Regions from separate parts of the Acanthopagrus latus genome. Here regions 2 and 3 are each linked to region 1. The links are chromatin contacts, called in public Hi-C maps. All regions are on one chromosome and are shown on one strand. Each heading gives the region's core, a stretch centred on a gene start, on an enhancer-like site or on the middle of the called end of the contact. The rest is flanking DNA. Distances are from core to core; before and after follow the strand shown. Region 1 holds the start of LOC119008686 (cyclic nucleotide-gated cation channel beta-3-like). Region 2 holds the start of LOC119008904 (matrix metalloproteinase-16-like). Region 3 holds the start of LOC119009006 (proteasome maturation protein).

Evidence for each region. Hi-C and Micro-C count contacts between places; a contact is called where the count stands out from the background.
Region 2: a Hi-C map of muscle shows a contact between it and region 1, with 3 times the contacts expected there. The contact joins the promoter of LOC119008904 here to the promoter of LOC119008686 in region 1. A contact is called at or near these places in 3 of 4 Hi-C or Micro-C datasets (liver and muscle).
Region 3: a contact with region 1 is called in a Hi-C map of muscle, with 5 times the contacts expected there. The contact joins the promoter of LOC119009006 here to the promoter of LOC119008686 in region 1. A contact is called at or near these places in 4 of 4 Hi-C or Micro-C datasets (liver and muscle).

What each region holds. Positions count from the first base shown.
Region 1 is chr19:8,870,916-8,874,364 of fAcaLat1.1, forward strand. It overlaps LOC119008686 (cyclic nucleotide-gated cation channel beta-3-like), which reads right to left and starts at 1,830. Exons shown (of 17, transcript XM_037079281.1): 1 at 1,196-1,830; 2 at 568-622. The coding sequence starts at 1,360.
Region 2 is chr19:9,047,149-9,050,406 of fAcaLat1.1, forward strand. LOC119008904 (matrix metalloproteinase-16-like) reads right to left here and starts at 1,537. Exons shown (of 11, transcript XM_037079631.1): 1 at 1,412-1,537. The coding sequence starts at 1,537.
Region 3 is chr19:9,118,119-9,121,211 of fAcaLat1.1, forward strand. LOC119009006 (proteasome maturation protein) reads right to left here and starts at 1,374. Exons shown (of 6, transcript XM_037079850.1): 1 at 1,227-1,374; 2 at 815-912. The coding sequence starts at 1,304. It overlaps LOC119009007 (cytidine deaminase-like), which reads right to left. Exons shown (of 5, transcript XM_037079851.1): 3 at 2,785-2,896; 4 at 2,548-2,605; 5 at 2,169-2,428. The coding sequence ends at 2,294. It overlaps trnac-gca (a tRNA gene), which reads left to right and starts at 1,502; the gene lies at 1,502-1,573. It overlaps LOC119009008 (a long non-coding RNA gene), which reads left to right and starts at 920. Exons shown (of 2, transcript XR_005071603.1): 1 at 920-1,121; 2 at 2,333-2,500.

The DNA.
Region 1 (3,449 bases), core at 580-3,079:
TTCAGGAGTTACATCTAATCTCTCTGGTTGTCAGAGACATTAAATGAAAGCACAGTCTGCTGTATTAAGTGACAGGTCTTCAACGGATGACCCGCTCATTGTGCTCGGGCCTAAACCTGCTGCAGGACGGCTGTCTGAACCGAGAGCAACGTGATCAACAGGTGGCTGGATTTCAATTTTGACCCTCAGACAGCAGGCACAAAGACATCTGGACGGACAATAAGCTGAAGAAAAAGTGGTCCAGACCTAGAAGTCTTCATATCGATAAGCTGTCAACGGGCAGTTTATGTCACTCATGCACCTCTTTGTTGTCTTAATGACATGATTTTCGTCTTGATCAATATCTCCGCCTAAGAGATGCGCACAAAGGTTGTTACGTCCATTTGAAGCTTCATGAGAAAAACTACAAATGACATATTCCCCAACTTGCTGCGACTCTGTCTGTCTGGAACACTGGAGCTTTAAGCAGAGGTAGAGGCCGGTCATCACAGAGAAACCCCTGCCAAACACAAAGGGACATCCAGTAATTTCACTTCTAAATGTTTCCCCAAATGAGCGATGACTTACCCTGCGGCTTGTCCACCGTCTTGGCCTCATTCTCCTTATTAGCTGGCTTCTCCTCCTGCAACACAAATCAACATTTCCCACAAAGTCAGACACTTGGCTTCATTAGTCAAACCGCGGCCATTACAGAGAGACGTTTTAATTTAGGGAGCATGTTTTTTAATAACACTGAATTTAGCATTTGACAAATGGCTCCCCTGCCTGATGATAGACTCTTTTAAAAACAGGCTCCGTTGGAGATGAATAGAACTCAAACGTGCCCGTTGGGTAACGAGTGATCTCAATGAGGTCCGCGTAATGAAACAATTTCATTTGATTCTTTTTGTTGGCAAGAGCGCTAAGCAAATTGAATGGATGGAGGAGCAGATAAGAAGCCTCTGCTGTGATCTCGGAAGAAACAAATGTGACCAAACTCGCTGTATTACAGGCCGGATGCAGCGCTTTAATTTTCTGCGGTCATGCTTGATTTCGGTCTTGGCTGCTGTTACTGCCACATGCTGATGAACAATATGAAGGTTTTGAAAACTTGTAAGAGCATCGCAGGACAATCCAAAACCCTTTGAGATTGGAATAACAATATCTTAAAATGAGTATACAGCATGTTTTTTTCTGGCTCCAAAACAAATCTTACCTTGGCTGGAGCTGGAGCTGGAGCAGGAGGTGGAGCCGGAGCCGGAGCCGGGGCCGGGGCAGGGGCAGGGGCAGGGGCAGGGGCAGGGGCAGGTGATGCTTTGGGGGTCCCTGAAGCTGCCGGTGGCTGCGGGCCACTGAAAAGGCCCTTAAACTTGCCGAACATGTCCACAAACCTACAGGTGCATCTGTTTGCAAGTGACTTGGCAGAGAATGTACCGACTCCTAAGGAGCTGAGAGATCCCACTGCTATGACTGCTTATAGCTCCACTAATGCTCTTGCACGGAGGACAGCCCCCACCACCACCAGTGACATCTAAGCCCATCACCATCTCATATAAGATCCCAATAGGCTTATAGGTGACCACAGGCAGGGCTGAGACACCCAAGGACGGCTTTAACCATTACACTTACAGTCAAACACTAATAAACACACTGATGTCACACTGTCAGAATGACGCCTGTGCCCTGAGGGAGATATAATGTGGTATACCGAGGGGAAAATACATGGTCAAGTTAGAGATCAGAGTTAATCCAGCTAGTTAAACTGTTAGGATTTTAAAGGGTAACGCCACCATTTTTACATATTGAAGTGTAAACCTTTTGTGGCTCCAGAGGAAGCGGCATGTAATCTGATAAACTGCCTCAACTGATGTCACCCACTGGCAAAGATGCATTGTGGGTAATGTAGGCACCAGGTTTTGTAGTATTCTTTAATAATTGCAAGGCCTTCTACAAATTTAGAGAGGGACCACCAATCCCAGGGCCCTCTGGGATGTTTTAAGTAGTAATTAGCATCCTTACAGGTGAGGACACGGGCATATTAATATTCTTCTTCATTGCAGTGGTGTCTGGAAGGCTTGTTTCCTCTTAGAAACATTCAGGTTTTATGGTAGATGATTTTGAAAACATTAAAAAGTGGAATCTAGATCCTGTATTACTGTGCGCATGTTTGTCCTTGTGTATATGCCTAAAATGGCTCCACCTTACACCACTTGTAGAAATGGGCTACACAATGGCTTTAAAATCTGGAAAGTTGAGCAAAGTTTGAAAAGCCCGCATATGTTTTTTTTACCTTTGCAGTAGCCTACAGTGCCTGTACACACCATTACACCTCACATGAAGAACACATCGAGCTGACTTCATAATCAGCATGATATACATAAGAGGAAGCTATAAGCGAGGCTATTTTCACTCATCAATCTCTCTCCATTGTCATTTTCATTATCTTTGCATATTTCCCTGTTCTCATTTAGCCCTTATCTCAGTGAGACACTCACGCACTCGCTTGACGTTCAGAATAAAATTACACCACCATCGCCCACCCACTCGGCCCATATTCTGCTGTACCATTCCTCTTGTCACGCTGGGGGACGACCGGCGAAATGCCACGGTGACGCAGACGGGGCTCGACTCAGCCGTGGGCTTCGTGTAATGTATCTCTGAGCGTTCTCAAGGACCATTGACTTGTCTGTGGCACAGGAGAGGAGGGGAGGGGGGGCTTGCAGGAGGGAGGCAGGCGAGTGCCGATGCACTTTTTCGAGGCTCTCCATCTTTCGGCTGTCCAGTGATGCAGGGAGATAGGTCATTAGATCCTCTCCATCTCTTCCATTAATCTAATTAAGCCTTGGGGGTTGGGCCCAGGCCCTGACATTGCTGCAAAAGAGCAAGATGCGTGTCTTGTTTTTTTGTTGTACTTGCTGTGCAGTGAGGCAAAGGGGAAGAAAATCCTTTAGTGTACTCAAAATGTTCAGACTGCACATGACTCACGTGGAATAGAAGAAAAATTTGTTTAAAGGAGGTGATTGAGTGCATTTGTAATATAATGCCGGACTGAACCCTGATCCTTCACCTGCTCTCACTCTTCGCCGCACCGCCCTGACCCCAGGAAGCAGGCAGCTGACAGTTTCAGCTGTCAGTCAGTGGCAGAGTGACAATGGACCCTGACAGTGGCAGAGCCGGAGGTAAATTTATAGCACAAAGTGGAGGAGGCTGAATTCTCCGGTGGCCGGTGACGTATGACTCATCGCTCTAATTGGTGTAATACAGAGCAGCTCTCAACCAGGGGTCTGCAAATTATAAGACAGCCGAACCAAGGGAGGCCAATTCACAGAGTAATCATAGTGGCAAATGCCACAATGATTACCGCTTTAACAATGCCATAAAAATCAAGCACTGTTCAGTTTCTGCGTGAGGGGTCCCCCTTCAGTGGAGGGAAGTGGGAGGAAAATGGCCGTGATTTGTTCTCAGAGAAA
Region 2 (3,258 bases), core at 287-2,786, 180 kb after region 1:
TTGAATTTAGATTTTTAATTATGGCTAGATCTCGTTGAAAAGCTTGGGTCAGTTGACGTCTATTTGGCCCAGAGTTAAGAGACCATAGTCAAGACAGCGCGCAAGACAAACCTTTTTTTTTTTTTCTCTAACTTTCTTCCTCTTTCCGTCATGTGAGCCTGCACATTCTAACTGAATAACCTGTAGCATCTGGACTGAATCTGCTCCCTGCCTCTCCAAAGGGAACAGCGCGGCATGCCAAGCTTGCAAATCATGTGGAAATGTGGATGTAGGACTTAAATGACTGTCAGTAGACATGCCAGGATGTTCCTGTGTTGTGTGTTTTGTGTGTGTGTGTGTGTGTTCAGCCAAGTGTGAGAGACAGGCGAGGGGGCTGGCAGTGTCACACTTTATGATAGCCCAATCAACTGTGGCTCAACAGCATCTTTGCTGTCGAAAATAATAAAAGGGCGTAAAGTGGACGGATGTGCCCTTGATATAAAAAAAAAAAAGAAAAAAAAACGCAAATTAGGGTCCGCTCGCATTAGCTCTTGACAGGAAGAAAAGTCAAAGGGAATAAACATCGATTCTCTTTAAAGGCTGATTGAGTGTTAAAGTTTATTGGCGCAACACTTGTAGCCTGAAGGCTTTTAACAATCCATTAAGTCGAGATATCAGATGGGAATAAAAGCTCCCTTTGAAAAGAAAACCTTTTTTTCCTCCCTTAGTTAAAATCTCATCTCACTGCCCACATTGTTGCTTGTGAACCCATCAGATCTCTTTCTGGAGAGTTTAGCCTCAGAGCATGTGCTGCATTTCATATAAGAAAAAGGCACCAAGTGATACTATCTGAACGCTCTGTAGTGGAGGCTCTCATGTTCGGTCTTAAAAACTCCCTGAGACACAGAGACCTGCCCAAGTGTTTGCCCCACTGACAGATGATTTCTCTGTTGACTTTGTATTGAATTACACGGGCATGTGGGCTTTTGCAAGGGGGGGAGATAACAGCATTACAGTTGACTAAAATTAAACCAGTTCTCGCTGATGTCTACTAGGGACATTTTCTTATTTATTTATTTATCTATTTATTTTGTAAATCAAATTATAGTGAAAATAAGCAACTCCTTGTTTTTCTTAGCTTAAATGTTGGTCGGTTTTTAGAACACACAAACAAACACAAGCCAGTGGTGGGAAGAGAAAGAGATTCCTCCAGAGAGAATTCAAAAAGTGGAGGAAAAAGGAGGGATGGAGGTGCGACCCAGCTGGGCATCTCCCAGCCCAACAAAGACCCTGTTGTTGGTTAAAACATCACACCACGGGGCCACAACATGGGCTGCAATGTGGCTGAGGCACATTATTCTCCTGAAGGAAGACGAGATAGGATATTAGCAGTAAAAGAGGGGGGACAACAAATAACGGTCCCGGCTCTTACCTCCACGCTGAACGGCTGCTCCTCTCCGTTCACGGCGCATAAAATCCACAGCAACAACTGCAAGCATAACGTCCCCATACAGCAGCTACTGAGACATCTCCTCCTTCGGAGCGCCGACAGAACCATAGTGAACCCCGCCGTGGTCGCTTAGCGTCTCAGTTTTATTTACAGTCGGCACGAACAGACGGACAACGGGGATAAATCCTACACGTTTAGCAGCGACATAGCCGGCTGTCTCGGTGCGTGTCTCTCTGGCGGAGCCGAAGGCAGAGGAGAGGAGAGCAGGAGGAGAGGACAGGAGAGGAGAGGAGAGGGGGAGAAGGAGCGGATTCGTCGACCGCTCGCCCCGCCGCTCTCAGGAGGGAGGTTATCCCCGGGGAAAGAGTCGCCGTTAGTGCCTGTCAGCAGCCTCCCGGTCCCGCAGTCCCCGGGTGAGTCCTCCGCTACACCGGCCGTTGTTCCAAGCGGACGCGTCCGGCTCGTTTTCTGCGCCGCGCGGCATAGCTGCCCGTTTTCAACCGTTGTTTCCCACCGAGTGCGCATGTGCGCGCTGGCACGAGCACCCCCCCTCCCTTCCCAAAATCCCGCGCCCCGATGCAGATCCTGCTACAAACACAGTCCTCAGCACTCACAGCCACGGGTGAGCTGTTTTTCATGAGCTTCGGGCTTGCTGTTTTAATCCCCCCCCAGTCCGTTCATTATAGCCTACTTGGTCTTGTAACTAAACTCTTCATCATGACATTGTGCGACTCTTCTTTTGGAAACAGGACGCGCTCACTTTACCAGAATCCAAAGAAAGCTTGTGACCATACAGGTAGAGATATGAGCTGAGCGGAGCTAATGCTTTTGCTGTTATTTGCTGTCCCCATTAAACACATTACATGTTAAGGGTTTTACAAGACTAACATATGGCTTATTAGTGGTATATTTATCAACTGAAAATTAGTGTAATTGCTGAAGCATTGGTTTAATTAAGTTAAATTACCCTTTCATTGACATTAATGCCTCAATAAGTTGCATAAAAAAACACTATAAATCAAACTAGCTACATAAGAACGAAGAATAACGATGCCTTATGTTGTCCCTTGTGAGTTTCTGATGTTTTTGAATTGCTATTGTTCTTCTTTCTGTCCTCCAACGCACAGCTGCATGTAGTGTCACTGTTTTCCTGCCCTGTGTGTGGGGTTTTTTATTTACTGTTGTTTTATTTCAGGAGTCCATCAGCGCCACTAGAGGGCACTGAAAGGCCCAGTGCCTCTTTCAGCCCTCAGTGTGCTGGGAGTGAGTCTTCCATGGTACCCTGAAGGGTCATCCGGGTGTCAGCGCTGTTTGCAGCAGATGACGATGATGCCGTCCGTGGTCACTGCACTTACCGTAGAATAAATGATGCGTTCAGGGCACCGAGGTCTTATCATCTTTACATGTACAGAGCATAATCTTTCAGTTGTACGTCTCACACACTGGTATTAAGATATGTTACGTAAGTTATGTTGCCTGTGTAAAGAGCAATACATGATTCATTGACTTATGGCTCACTGATAATACACACAAATCCTGAATCTACTAAAAAAAAAGCTTTCTCTGTAATCCCAGATAATAGAGAAGGGTGAGATCTTAAGAGCCCCATCAATGATTTGTGTGTGAATGAGTGCGCGTGCCAAATGAGAGTTAGGTGAGCCGCACCATTAGCCCATTGATGAGGTTTCAATTTGCACGCGCCTCACCGCTTTCCTCCGAGGAATTCTCACCGATCGCACTGAATGGAAAACTCCCGTTTGAAGTTTTTGAAGAGCATCCGCAGCGCCGCGGTCGGGACCGCAACTGTTTATCGCAGCGATCGCTTTGAC
Region 3 (3,093 bases), core at 124-2,623, 250 kb after region 1:
TGTCCAAAGTTTTCATGACTGAGGGCCAATTTAGAGAGCAAGTAGGCGCTAAATATGATGCATGCCTGTCTGAGGTCAACAATTAGACAAACTCGGACTTAAAAACACCCAACTGTTACGGCAGCTGTCACACACCAACTACACCAAGTCATTACAAGTAAATGTTCAGGCTAATTGGTTGTGTCTGTAAAAATACTTTCTACATGTTGCTCTCTCTTATGCAGATAGTCACTCTCAAACCAAATATCTAGCAGTTTTATTAATTTGTAACATTGCACAGTATATACTGTATGTAGTGTATATGTTTATAACATTGCCTGAACAATTAATTTTCAGGCAAATAATGATGATTTGTGAATTACCTTAAACATATTTATTTTTCTTTTTGTCCTGGAATTTCTTTGGAAGCAGTGGTATATATTTTCTACATGGATTGATTAGTCTATGTTTGTTAAGAAGGAGCACTATATAGTTTGGGAGAAAGAATGAACAAACTATTTTAGTGACTAAATAAACCAACTGGCCTTGAAAGACAACAGAGTTTCATACTGTTTGACTGTGTTTATAAGTGGCGGACCCTGCCACCTTTCTAGCTCCAAGGAGTGTTCTGGTGACCTTATTTTCCTTTGAGACGAGATTGTTGTAAATAATTAATACCTCTTTAATAATGTAAATATTAAAAGTCTCAGTTTGAATTTCTACTGAGAAACTCCATAGTTCCCCCTTAAAAGTAAGACAATTAACACTGAAACAGACATTGAGAAATCTCATTGGTTACATATATAGTAAATTCAGATTATTGATTGTGTCTTACCCGCTACGCAGAGAGTCCTGCACTCCGTAAGCCCCGTGTGGACATAAGCCTGCCACAGGGACACTGTCTTTGAGCTGAGAGCGGAGTCCTCGAGTGTCCTGTGACAAACACAAACCACACACGTCCACCGTTTACAATTGCTGACATTTCGTTTACAGACGCAGAGAGCTCAAACCACCTCTTCAACCCTCTGCGAGCAAGTTAAGGAGCATCATGGCTAAGCGCTAACTAGCATTAGCTCGAGTGACTAATCAAATTCGCGACTAATGGATTTCCGAGGACACAAAGGCAAAAGACAAATGTACAGGTACGTGAAATGAATATGCGTTTAAATGCAGGCAACGATGTCGCACTAACTACTGTGGTTTGGGCACGATAAATTATAATAAATGGGAAAAGACCGCTTCCATACCATATTGATTCCGTTTTTTCCACTTTCCTTTCGATACACTGCAACATCCGGTTGAGACGCGTTTTCATGACGACACATCCGGCGTAAGCCGGTAACGTTTATAATTTGGTTTTTAAAAACAGGACACAGTGGCACAGATCCTATCACTGTGTGTGTGGTTGGGTTGATTTTAACCACTTCGGACGTCACGACACCGACTGGCTTTTCACACTTCTCAACATTAACACAGGTCATAGTTAGCTTTGTAGATTGGACCTGCTGACTGACTGTTGTACGGGGGTATAGCTCAGTGGTAGAGCATTTGACTGCAGATCAAGAGGTCCCCGGTTCAAATCCGGGTGCCCCCTCTTTTTAAGAATGATACGTAGAAGGTAGTTTATTTGATATTTACAAAAATGCAAATGCTTTAACGTCCAAATTTCCACGAATTTGGTATATTGTCTCATACAGATTGCACCCTTGACAGGAGTTCTACATAGTTTTAAAACACAGAATTATGACCATCAATCATGCTGTGAACATTTGTTTAAATGGTGAAATTTTAATGTATAGAAATAAAAATGACTCTCTCTCTCTCTCTCTCTCTCTCTATATATATATATATATATATATATATATATATATGTATATATATATATATATATATATATATATATATATATATATATATATATATACATATATATATATATATGTATGTATGTATGTATGTATGTATGTATGTATGTATGTATGTATATACACATACATATGTGTAAAACCTCTTTTTTGAAAGAATGGTTTCTTACTGGTTTAAATGATCTGGCAATTCAGTTGTACTAGAGTCTAGTCTATGATCCCCCCACATTATTTGTCAGCATGCAAATGTTATTTCTTTTCTTTCTTGATAAGAAATGAGAAAGGTTACACTATCATCAGGTTTAGAATATATTTATTTTATGAGTATAATAATCCAACATAGTGTCTGATACAACTTTTGAAGACACAATGCTTAAAAAACAGGATTGAGAGAAAACACAACGCTGAAGTTATGAGTGAAATCAATCAATCAGATCCTTGAATCCTGTTCAGTTTCTCTTCAGGGAGTCTGTCTCCTGTTTCTTCAGGTACTCAGCGCCCCATGAGAGAGGAAGCAGCTCCTCCAGTGTCATCATGGTGTAGGATCCATCCACCTTGGTCATGAAGACGGGGATGTCTCCAAACTATGAGGAGAGCGATGAGATTTTAAAGATTGAAAAATAAATTGCTCTGCTATAAAACAAAAATAAGACCGGTTTTATGATTGCTTTTAAATGCTGGATAATGTGCGGAACTGCAATACCTCCCTGATGACCTGTCGGCAGGCTCCACAAGGAGGGATCACCCGGTCCTCAAGATCACTGCAGGGAGAAATCAGATGAATTAAAGTCTGGTCTCTCTCTCAGCAGCAAATGTCACACGCATGCCGCTTTATTAAAGACATCTCTGTGAAAGTAGAATTCAAATCCGAAGTGTGAATCTTCACAATCACCAAACACATTAAGCCCAAATTAAAAACACGTATATATACATATGGTACCTGGAAACAGCAATAGCCTTAAATTTCCTGTGACCCTCAGAAACAGCCTTGTTTATAGCAGTCCTCTCTGCACACAGGCCGAGGTAGAAGCACGCATTCTCAACATTGCAACCTGTCAAGAAACAAAGAAACGAGGTGTTTCACCTTTGACAGATTTCGACAGTCAACAGTTTGTTTTGCTGGAATGCACAGAAAAAGACAATCTGTCCACAAAAGCGACAACCTACACACATAAGTGACATTTCTTACTTCTAAACATAACAGATACCTGCTGTGAATGTCGCTATCACTCATGCGACCTTTTCAAAA